Regions from separate parts of the Danio rerio genome. Here region 2 is linked to region 1. A link is a contact called in public Hi-C data. All regions are on one chromosome and are shown on one strand. Each heading gives the region's core, a stretch centred on a gene start, on an enhancer-like site or on the middle of the called end of the contact. The rest is flanking DNA. Distances are from core to core; before and after follow the strand shown. Region 1 has its middle 300 kb from the start of efnb1. Region 2 has its middle 120 kb from the start of efnb1.

What was found. A called contact is a pair of places that touch in the nucleus more often than the background predicts.
Region 2: a Hi-C map of an unstated tissue shows a contact between it and region 1, with 2.6 times the contacts expected there. The contact joins two enhancer-like sites. A contact is called at or near these places in 2 of 18 Hi-C or Micro-C datasets (caudal fin and an unstated tissue) and 1 of 4 datasets of contacts at active chromatin or transcription factors (caudal fin).

What each region holds. Positions count from the first base shown.
Region 1 is chr5:36,920,500-36,925,524 of GRCz12tu, reverse strand. No RefSeq gene overlaps it. Among named protein-coding and RNA genes, the nearest start is that of efnb1, 300 kb to the left of the region's middle. Within about 2 kb of position 2,629, at least 41 of the 62 cell types and tissues checked have an H3K27ac peak or open chromatin away from gene starts, as enhancers often do.
Region 2 is chr5:37,106,887-37,111,911 of GRCz12tu, reverse strand. No RefSeq gene overlaps it. Among named protein-coding and RNA genes, the nearest start is that of efnb1, 120 kb to the left of the region's middle. Within about 2 kb of position 2,756, at least 13 of the 62 cell types and tissues checked have an H3K27ac peak or open chromatin away from gene starts, as enhancers often do.

The DNA of each region.
Region 1 (5,025 bases), core at 1,380-3,879:
CACAAAGGGAGGAAGGGAGGTGTGAAAAAAGCTGCAAAAAGTGGTGGCGGGTTGAACTCTCCGGTGTGCCTTTTAATGCAGCACCAGTTTCACATGTTTTTTAACGCTGAAAAATCATCACTGGAGACCACGATGTGTCGAAACACATTGCCACTCACACACAATATCCAGACATGTTCAATAGAGTTTTACACTTGAAATAATAGAAATATAAATGTTATGGTAACACTTTAAAATAAGGTTGTATTAGTTAATGCATTTAAAAGCATGAACAAACAACAAACAATGCATTCAGTACAGTATTTGTTCATGTTATTTAATGTGATATCACTTTAGTTTAGGTCACAAACCATTAACTAACACTACTAGCTTAATAAGTGAAGTTTATTTATAAAATAATTTCGAGAGGATCACTTTCTTATGACTGCTTGTGGCTGGTCCTGCATTATTCAATTCATGATTCACCAATCAGACGATTCCTAAGCCACTATAAATACCCTAAGTTCCATATGACAGCCATCTTCGTTTTGAAGAATCCCCCCTTCCACCCCTACTTCTCCTCCTTTCCTAGATGGGTGGCACGGTGGCCCAGTGGTTAGCACTGTTGCCTCACAGCAAGAACGTCAATAATTTTAGTCTTTACCAAGTCAGCCAATATTTCTGTGCGGAGTTTATACGTTTTCCCCATGCTCACGTGAGTTTACCCTGTCCAAAAACATGCAACTTCAGTTAATTGACTAATTCAAATAGGCACCATAGACATGCACCTAGTAAGTAGTTATCTCTTAAGAGCAATCACTATCTGTTCATTAGCTACTACAGCAGGGAAGTTCTTGAGATCTACCTGAGCTCAAACTCTCCTCTAGCCTTACAAACTGGAGGGAGCCCCGGGCTCGAGGATCTTATGAGCTCAGGGCTCTCTCCTGGGAAAAACAAGCTTTATAATCAATCATCAGCTAAGTGTGAACTCTTGATACTATTAAGTAATCATTTAATAGTTAGGGTAGTAGTTGGGTTTAGGGATGCAAAATAAGATCAGACTTTATATAACTTGTAATGAACAGTTAGTATCTTAATATTAGGCAGGTAATAAGCCAGTAGTATTAATATAATAATTATAATAGCATGAATCGTGACCTAAACTAGAGTTAATGTTAACATTTAATAAAAATACAGTTGTTCATTGTTTGTTCATGTTAATTTACAGTACATTAACTAATGTTAACAGGTATAAATTTGGATTTTGGATAAGGCATTTATAAATGCTGTGGGCCACAAAGTAACGCAGGGTAAAACGTAATGCAGAGTTTTAAGGGATTTGCTCAGGGTTAACCATGGCGTGCTTTTGAGGTTTTGACCACAGTGTCAGCAAATGTTTTCCTGCCAATTATTAAAATAGTTGGGGAAAAAAATTTAAATCTGTGAAAGTATGTAAATGAAATTGTATATTGTTGTAGTTACCGTCTTCTTGGCTAAAAAATTTAACCGTTTTAAAAGATGTAAAAAAAAATAAATAGAAAAAAAACACTGAATGCTAGCCAGTTTTAAAGAAAAAAAGGTCACCGCAGGTTAGTTGTAACATGGTGTTACAAATAAGTCACACATTGTTGGACACCAATTAAACAACAAAATAATTGTTGAATTTTGAGTGTAATATTGAATTCCTTTTATGTTAAAAATGTATTTTAATAAAATATATTTTTTAATAGAAAATATAAATGTTATTACTAATAATGCAAATAAATGCATTGTATAATAATGGATAATAATGCAAATAAATCCAAATGTGTTTATCCAATAGATAAATAAATAAACATGCTGTGCTTTATAAGATAAAAAATGATTTAATGAATTTTGTAATGTGTTACAACTAACCCTCTGTCTGTTGCATCTTGCCCCACAGGTGGGGTAAACAGTAACATTTTTATTCCTGGCACTTTTGGCAATACTGCACAGAAACCATTTATTGAAGTGGCTTGTGTGTTGTTGGGGAAAAAATGGTTTGTCTAAGCCCATTACTTTGTTCATTATTTGGCCAAAACCAAAAAGTGTTACTTTGTGCCCAGTTTTATTTTTATTTTTTTGTATTGTTCATGATTAGTTCATATCACCAAATACATTAAGTAATGAAATCTTATTGTAAAGTGTGACCAACTTTATATATGTGAAAAATAATTTTACTATTCCTATAGTGCTCAAAGAATCTAATTAATCATTATGTTATTACTATATATTAAAGTTTTGATTACTTTTTGTACTTGATATTTTCTATAAATTAAGTAATAAAAAGATGAGGACAATGGACTGATTCTCCATTTAAACAACGAATCTCTCAACCAATTATGACACTTGGATTCTTAGTCCATGATCTGTTTCGAGTTTTAGAGACCTAAATATTTTGGAAATGAGTTTTAAATTGAAAATATGGATTCTTTTTGTGCAAACTCCGTTCAGACAATCAACAGATAAAAGTACATCATTTGCAGATGAAGGAGTCGCTAAACAGCCGTGTGTGCTGGTGGGTGCAGGGCTTTGTAGATGAGAGCGTATTGTCCCTTTAAGAGCACAAGTAGGTCGGCGGTCGCTGTGGCGTCGGCTGTGTCTGCGAGGCTAGTGATCTGATTGGTTGTGATTTGTGGGAGAGCTGATCTGATTGGTGGTGATGAGGTCTGTTTCACTGGGCCTGGCTCATGTGGGCCAGGTGTCAGAAAGCATCGTTTCCACACCAACGCATTACAATGAGACTGGAACAAAAGGGCTGACGGCGCAACCTAGAGAGAGAAGGGGGGGCACACACTGGGAGGACCGAGCGGGAGAATGGAGTTTAACTCCAGACTTGCCTGACATCATACTGAAAATGCAGATTGACCTCCGCTTTCCAAAGTGGAGTAGAACCGCAATAGGTCAAACTAGCTTCACTTTGAACCAGACAAAACAAACAGGAATTCAAATCAAAACATGCAGCAAACAAGCTTTCACAAACAAACCTACAAATTGCTGAAGGAACAAAATTATGTTATCAAAATCCAGGCCTTAAAGGGACAGTTCACCCCAAAAATTTAAATATACACACCATAAAGTTGTTTCAAACTTTTACAAAAACAAAAAAGATCTTTTGAAGAATGTTGGTCACCAAAAAATGTTATGTTCTGAAGTTATGTATTGAAGTGGGCTGACCATGTTCCTCAAAATATCTTCTCTACATCAAAACAAAGATACTCACACCGGCTTGAAACTGTTGGGTGGTGAGTAAATTTTCATTTTTGGATGAACTTCCTCTTTAACAATAACAACAATTTGCTTACAGATTACACTGGCGCTTATTAACATATAGTTTTTTTTTTATGTTTGCCTTTGTGTCTGCATGTCCTGTGAAGTGCAAATATTGACAGATAAGTTTTAACCAGAGGACCACTTCAGCCCATTATCACTTTGAAACATACGTGCACTGCCCCCTAATGGTTCCTTTCAACATTAAAAATGCACATGCCACTGCTCTGCAACAGATAAGAGAGTGCTCCTTTAACAATTATCCTTTCGAAATCTCAAATGATGAATGTTAAGACAATGCAGTGTCATCATCACTTAAGGGTGAAGCCACTGAGAAGCTGAAGTTTATTTACTGTACGGTGATCATTCAGAAGATCAATATGTGTGTGTGTGTGTGTGAAGTCACACAGCGAGAGGATGGTGTAATTATCTAATCGTTTCTGTTGAACGATCGCTCATCCCCAGCGTGGCATTTGGAAGACAGGCATCAGAAACTCATTTTAATGCCTATTATTAGTGCACACAATACTGAGAGTAGGAGTGGAGAAGTGAGAAAGGGAGAAGGGTGGGCGGCTCTCTGAATGTCAGATTCTCCTTTATTAACGCTGGAATTTTGTAAATCTAATTGAATGTTTTCTCAAGTTGAGGGGTCATTCAACACACACACACACACACACGCACACAAAACACACAAAGCAGTAATACACTCTTTAAAATCTATAAAAGGACCATTTTGGATTCCAAAATGAATCTTCATTGAACAGTTCTTAAAATATTAACTTCTTAAATGTAAACAACCCTAATTACCTATAATGCTGTTTCACACCAAAATGAAAGATTCTTTGGTTGTTAAAGGGCACCTATAGTGAAAATCTTTTGTAAGCCGTTTGGACAGAACTATGTGTAGGTATTAATTGTGTGTCCATAGTCATAGTGGGTGATATAAAGCCAATAAGTCTCTTTTTAAAAATGTTCTGACGTTAAAATAGGATCTAAATCCCTCCCAGTTTGAGGTCCACTGCAACATGTAGGAGTACAGTTTCCCCACCCACGAAATTGATTGACAGCCGCGTATTAACATGTCTCGGTAGTGACTTGTATGAACATATGCACAAGACAGGACGTGTGCAAAGCAACCAGGATTAAAGGATCTGTTCAGCTCGCTGTGATCATTAATCATCATCAAATGTGGTCAAGAATGAGTTTTACAAGTACAATTAGAAAAGAAGGCACTTTAATCCCGGTTTGTGGACGTTAATTCAGGTTTATTTTGTACAATAACATAAAGGAGATCCATACAGCAGTGGATATTATTGTGTATCCAGTCACATTTGCAATGCAAGAACAGTGCAAAGTACAATGTGCGCACTGTGTGTCCGCTGTCTGTGTGTGTGTGTGTGTGTGTGTGTGTGCGCGCACAAACTTTGTAACGGCATTGTGTGTACCTTATCATCACAGAAAGCCTTAAAATAACTCCACATCAAATAATAATTGGGAAAGTTCTTACTGTAGTATTTGTCACAAGCGTTATGTGAGATGTGCTTCCTTCATGTCTGTCACTGTGCTGTTTATCTGACGCAGCAAGTGCACACTCTGTATGACATGTGGGAAAAGTGGGTGAAAATTTTAAATATGCTAATAGGTATAATAAATAATCTGATGGTTGTTTTGAGCTGAAATTCTACAGACACAATCTGATGTGAAGACACAAAAGTCTTATATTAAATCGTGAAAATGCAGTTAAAAGAGGTGCCC
Region 2 (5,025 bases), core at 1,507-4,006, 190 kb before region 1:
GTTAATATGAATTTTGAGCAAGCTCAACACACCTTTTTTTGCAACTGCACAAGCATAATATTAGTAATATTTAATATTTATGACTTAAAACAAATATTTATGACATTTTTGTTATGTTTTAAACACTGCACAACTTATTCTTGTAAAACAGGTGCTAACAATAATTTCAAACATATAAAAATATATGATCTAACCACACTGAATCAATTTGAGAACTTTAGGTTAAATGCTACCAATATGCAAACATAATAAAATTTAATAACACCAGAATATCAGGTAGGGAAATCAGTATGACATCTGTTACTTCAACTAGTCTGTCAAGATAAAACCATGCCTGTGAGTTGAGGCTTAATAATTTAAATGTAAAATGAGATCCTCATAAAACACGCTCAATCATGTGATCCAGCCCTTAAGTGTCGTAACACCTTAAAGCAACAGACAATGATGGTAATCCCTCAGCCCATGAATCACACAACCTGCAGTCTGGGGAATTATTAGTTATTACTCCACCGTGGATACTGTAGCCTTACGATCAGCTCTATCCAGCGCTAACAGAGACTTTCATGTGGCGTCTTTAGTTGCTTTACAGTCACCAGTTGATTTGGTGTCGTAATGGGCGTTCAGCTTATTTATGTTGTATGACTTCTCCAGATGGGTCAGTGATTCAGAGCCTTGATATCATAAGATCCCTGCTGTTATATCTTCCAGATTTCACACCCTCCCTTCACAATCACAACATGCAGCTGTGGGAGATTACATGTATACTTTATACTTTACTTTACTTTACATTACTATATATATATATATATATATATATATATATATATATATATATATATATATATATATATATATATATATATATATATATATATATAACAATGGTTTGTTCTGTACACTATCAAAAAATAGCTTAAAGGGGCAAAACATTTTGACCTTAAAATGTTTTTTTAAAAAATTAAAAACTGCTTTTATTCTAGCCAAAATAAAATAAATAAGACTTTTGCCAGAAGAAAAAAATATTATCTGAAATACTGTACAAATTTCCTTGCTCTGTTAAACATCATTTGGGCAATATTTAAAAAAAGAAAAAAAAAATCAAAGGGGGCAAATAAATTTGTCTTCAAGTGTATACACAGTATATGAGTAGCCGCATTGAAACACCTTTTACCCACAACACATAAATAGTCATATGCAAACAAACAAAACAAAATTTGATTTTTAACACAATTTTTTATTATTATCTGTTTTAAGCTATTTCTTTTCAATAGGTTAAGGTAAAAAAAAAAGTGAAAAAAAATGACTTAAAATAAATTTTTAAAAATCCACTATTTCTCTTTTATGCTTTTTAGGAGCCATGTGCACCCATTGACAGGTAAAATCTGCTTCTTTCTATTGCTCATTCAAGTTCAGGTTGCACTATTGGCATGACAGTTTGTACAGTATTGCCAAAGCATTTTAGACAAAATATACTGACATCATAAAATTAATAAAATATACAGCAAATGAGAACTAAATTACAGAAAAAAGCAATAAAATCAGACTATATCTCTAAAAAAAAGTATTCATTACAAGAATATAGAAGATTAAATAATGCAAATGAGTTGATTACCCATTTCTAATGATGTACAAATATTTTGCAGCCAATTTAGATGTAATTTCATTCTCTCCGAGTGCTAAGTAAAGTTTTTCTGAGTTGTTTAGATTAAAAAATGAATTATTTAGTGTCTCTCTTGCGGTTGTGTGCATAAAAACGTGACAGCTTAGAAAATGAAAGCAAAACCAAATCCCAGACATTTTAGTAGATTTAGAAACACCAAACAAACGCAAAAAAGGTGTCGGTCCCTGTGGGTCTACAGAGATGTGAGACTGTCTGTCTGTGGGAGTGTTAACAGTTCTCACGCACACAGAACAAGCAGTATGAAATGAGTCAAGGAGAGAAGATGCTTGTTTATATTGGGCGGATACAAAAAAAGTGTAAAAGGATGATAATAATAGTAAAAAAAAAAGAGTTACTAAATATACTTGGGCGGCCATTAATATGCCTGGGTGACCCGCCCAAGTGAAGTCTATGTGTGGGAAGCACTGTATACAGTTGAGATTTACAAGTCATTAAAATAGGAAGAGAGCTGCAAACAGATCATGTTTTTAGGGCCTTTTTGCTCTTAGACAACTGGATCAATGAAAGGTACTGGTCATAAAAACACCAGAAGTCTGCAGTTTGAACATTTGGACTTGTGCATGTGAAATATTGCAAAAATTGTTTTCTTTTAGGTTGTTCATACTCAGCCCAACACTACATCCTTCAACGCAATGCACTGTAGAATCATTATTAATGTTAATCCTATAAAAACCTAAGATGCTTTTTCAAAATATCTGTGTACAGTAAATGACTTGTAGGGGATTATATGAAGAACGGAGAGGCTGCAGCGTGACGCAACTGGCAGTGTAAAAATACAACAGCTTCCATTGGTTTGTTTAATGGATTCATTGGGAAAACAAAGAGACGACATGATGAGGCTACACCCACGAGGGAGCGTCGCCCTCGGCTCATATCAAAGGAGCCAGCAGAGGATTGGCAGAACTGCACCCAATGACTGTGAGTCTGACACAGATGCCAAACGTTGTGTTTACCCCACGCTGAGCGCCATCCATCAGACACTCTTCAACGGCCTCCTCCACCCACAATGACAAAGGGTCGTGGCGAGCATTGCAAAATCCATCTGAAGCGCCTGTGATGTGCTCCAAAATGAGAGTAAAAACACTTCCACAAACCTTGCGCTAAGTAGAAAGAAGACAAAGACGTCTCCAGTGACTCATCATTCATCTCTCAAGTGAGTCATTGTTCATTTTGAAGAAGAGGGGGGAGGATGAAAAACCAGTTCACCGCACCATATGCATTTAAACTGCAGTCTTATTGCCGGATGCATCGTTTATGGCTCGAGAAAAGACAATGCATAAAATTTTGAGGATGTTGGATAAAAAAACTGCCATAATTATAACGAGACGGGCCATCAACGAAGAGAAATCCTGTCATTAATGTCAATGTGCCATTTAGAGCGCATGTCAGGCATCTAAAACTGCTAACTGGGCTGTTATGGGAAAACAGCAAGAAGCGATAAAAGTAGTTTATGATTTGCCCGGAAACACTCAGATCACCACAAATTACTGTATGACTGTGCTGCCTGGATTACTGGAGCTTTTACTACATAAACCAGGCATTTCTCACATGCTTATCATCTTGTGGTAATGGCAGTTTACCACAAGGGAGGGAAAAAAATCAAATAAAAAATAGTGATATATAATATAATAATTATATAATAATAATATATAGAAAGAAAATTAATTATCAAAAAAGCACTAAATAAAACAAACAAATAAAATAAATGATCTTCCAGATGACAGACTTTTGAACCGTGGTGTAGAGCAATGGTTCATAAAATGGGGTGGTCAAGATCCCCTTGGGGGTCCCATGGGGATTTCTAATTCACATAAATTTGATTAAACTATTAGAATTACAATGTAACCCACAGAAGATAAAAAAGTAGTTTTTAATATTAAAAAACAGCAACACGCAAATAAAAAACCATCAGTATTAATTTTTTTTTTATCATAGGTTGGTGTGTTTATGTTAGATTAACAGCACAGCAATAGCATAAGCTGCAGCAGATTGATTTTATAGCACCAGGTTAAACTTCCGACATCTTTATTGCAATCAAATATATTTAAACCAAGAATAGACTTGTGCTGATAACATTGTGTCCACCAGTCTCTTTATGTCACTCTTTATGCCACTATGAATACCTCGTTATGCCCTTCGGCCTAGCAAACAGTCCTTCCGTGTTCCAGGCTTTTGTAAATGAGGTATTTAGAGACATGCTCAACAAATGGGTCATAGTGTATATTGACGACATCCTGGTCTACTCCAATTCACTATCTGAGCATATTCAGCACGTCAGGGCAGTGCTCGAACGCCTCATTCAGAACCAGCTATATGCAAAGATCTCCAAGTGTGAATTCCATCAGACCTGCATTTCGTTCTTGGGTTACATCATCAGCCCCGAAGGCGTGGCCATGGACCAGCAAAAGGTCGACTTCGTGACACAACCCGAAACCATAAGACAACTGCAACGATTCCTGGGCTTTGCTAACTTCTACAGGCGCTTCATAAGAAACTTCAGTTCAGTCGCTGATCCACTTACCGCCATGGTAAAAGCTAACAACGCTCGCCTAAAATGGAACCCAGACGCTGTTCGAGCGTTTACTCAGCTCAAAACCCGCTTCTCCAGTGCACCCATTCTGCGTCATCCTGATCCCGAGCAACCCTTTGTAGTTGAAATTGACGCATCCAACACTGGAATTGGAGCCATCCTGTCCCAAAGATCCCTAGTCACGAAGAAGCTCCATCCCTGTGCCTTCTATTCTTGCAAGCTCAATTCCGCTGAACGGAACTACGATGTGGGAAACCGAGAACTCCTCGCCATGAAAGCCGCGCTAGAAGAATGGAGACACTGGCTTGAAGGCGCCAAACATCCTTTCACTGTCATCACCGATCACAAAAACTTGGAATATATACGCTCCTGTAAACGTCTGAACCCTAGACAGGCTCGATGGGCTCTGTTTTTCACTAGATTCGACTTCCAAGTCACCTATATCCCTGGCTCAAAAAACATCAAAGCAGATGCTCTTTCCCGCCTCTCAGACGATGAAACCTCCGAATACAATGAGGAACCCATAATCAAAGATCCTCTCATTGTCGCTCCTATCCAGTGGGACATCGAACATGAAATCCTTCAAGCCGCCGAAACCAGTCCCACGCCACAATCCTGTCCTGAAGACAAGATCTTTGTTTCTCCGTCACTTCGAGAAAAGCTCATCTCCGAGGTACATGACCACCCCAGTTCCGGTCATCCAGGCAGCACAGCCACTGTACAATTGATTCAATCCCGCTATTGGTGGTCATCCATAAACAAAGATGTCATCAACTTCATCAACAAATGCTCACCCTGCCAAATGTCTAAACAC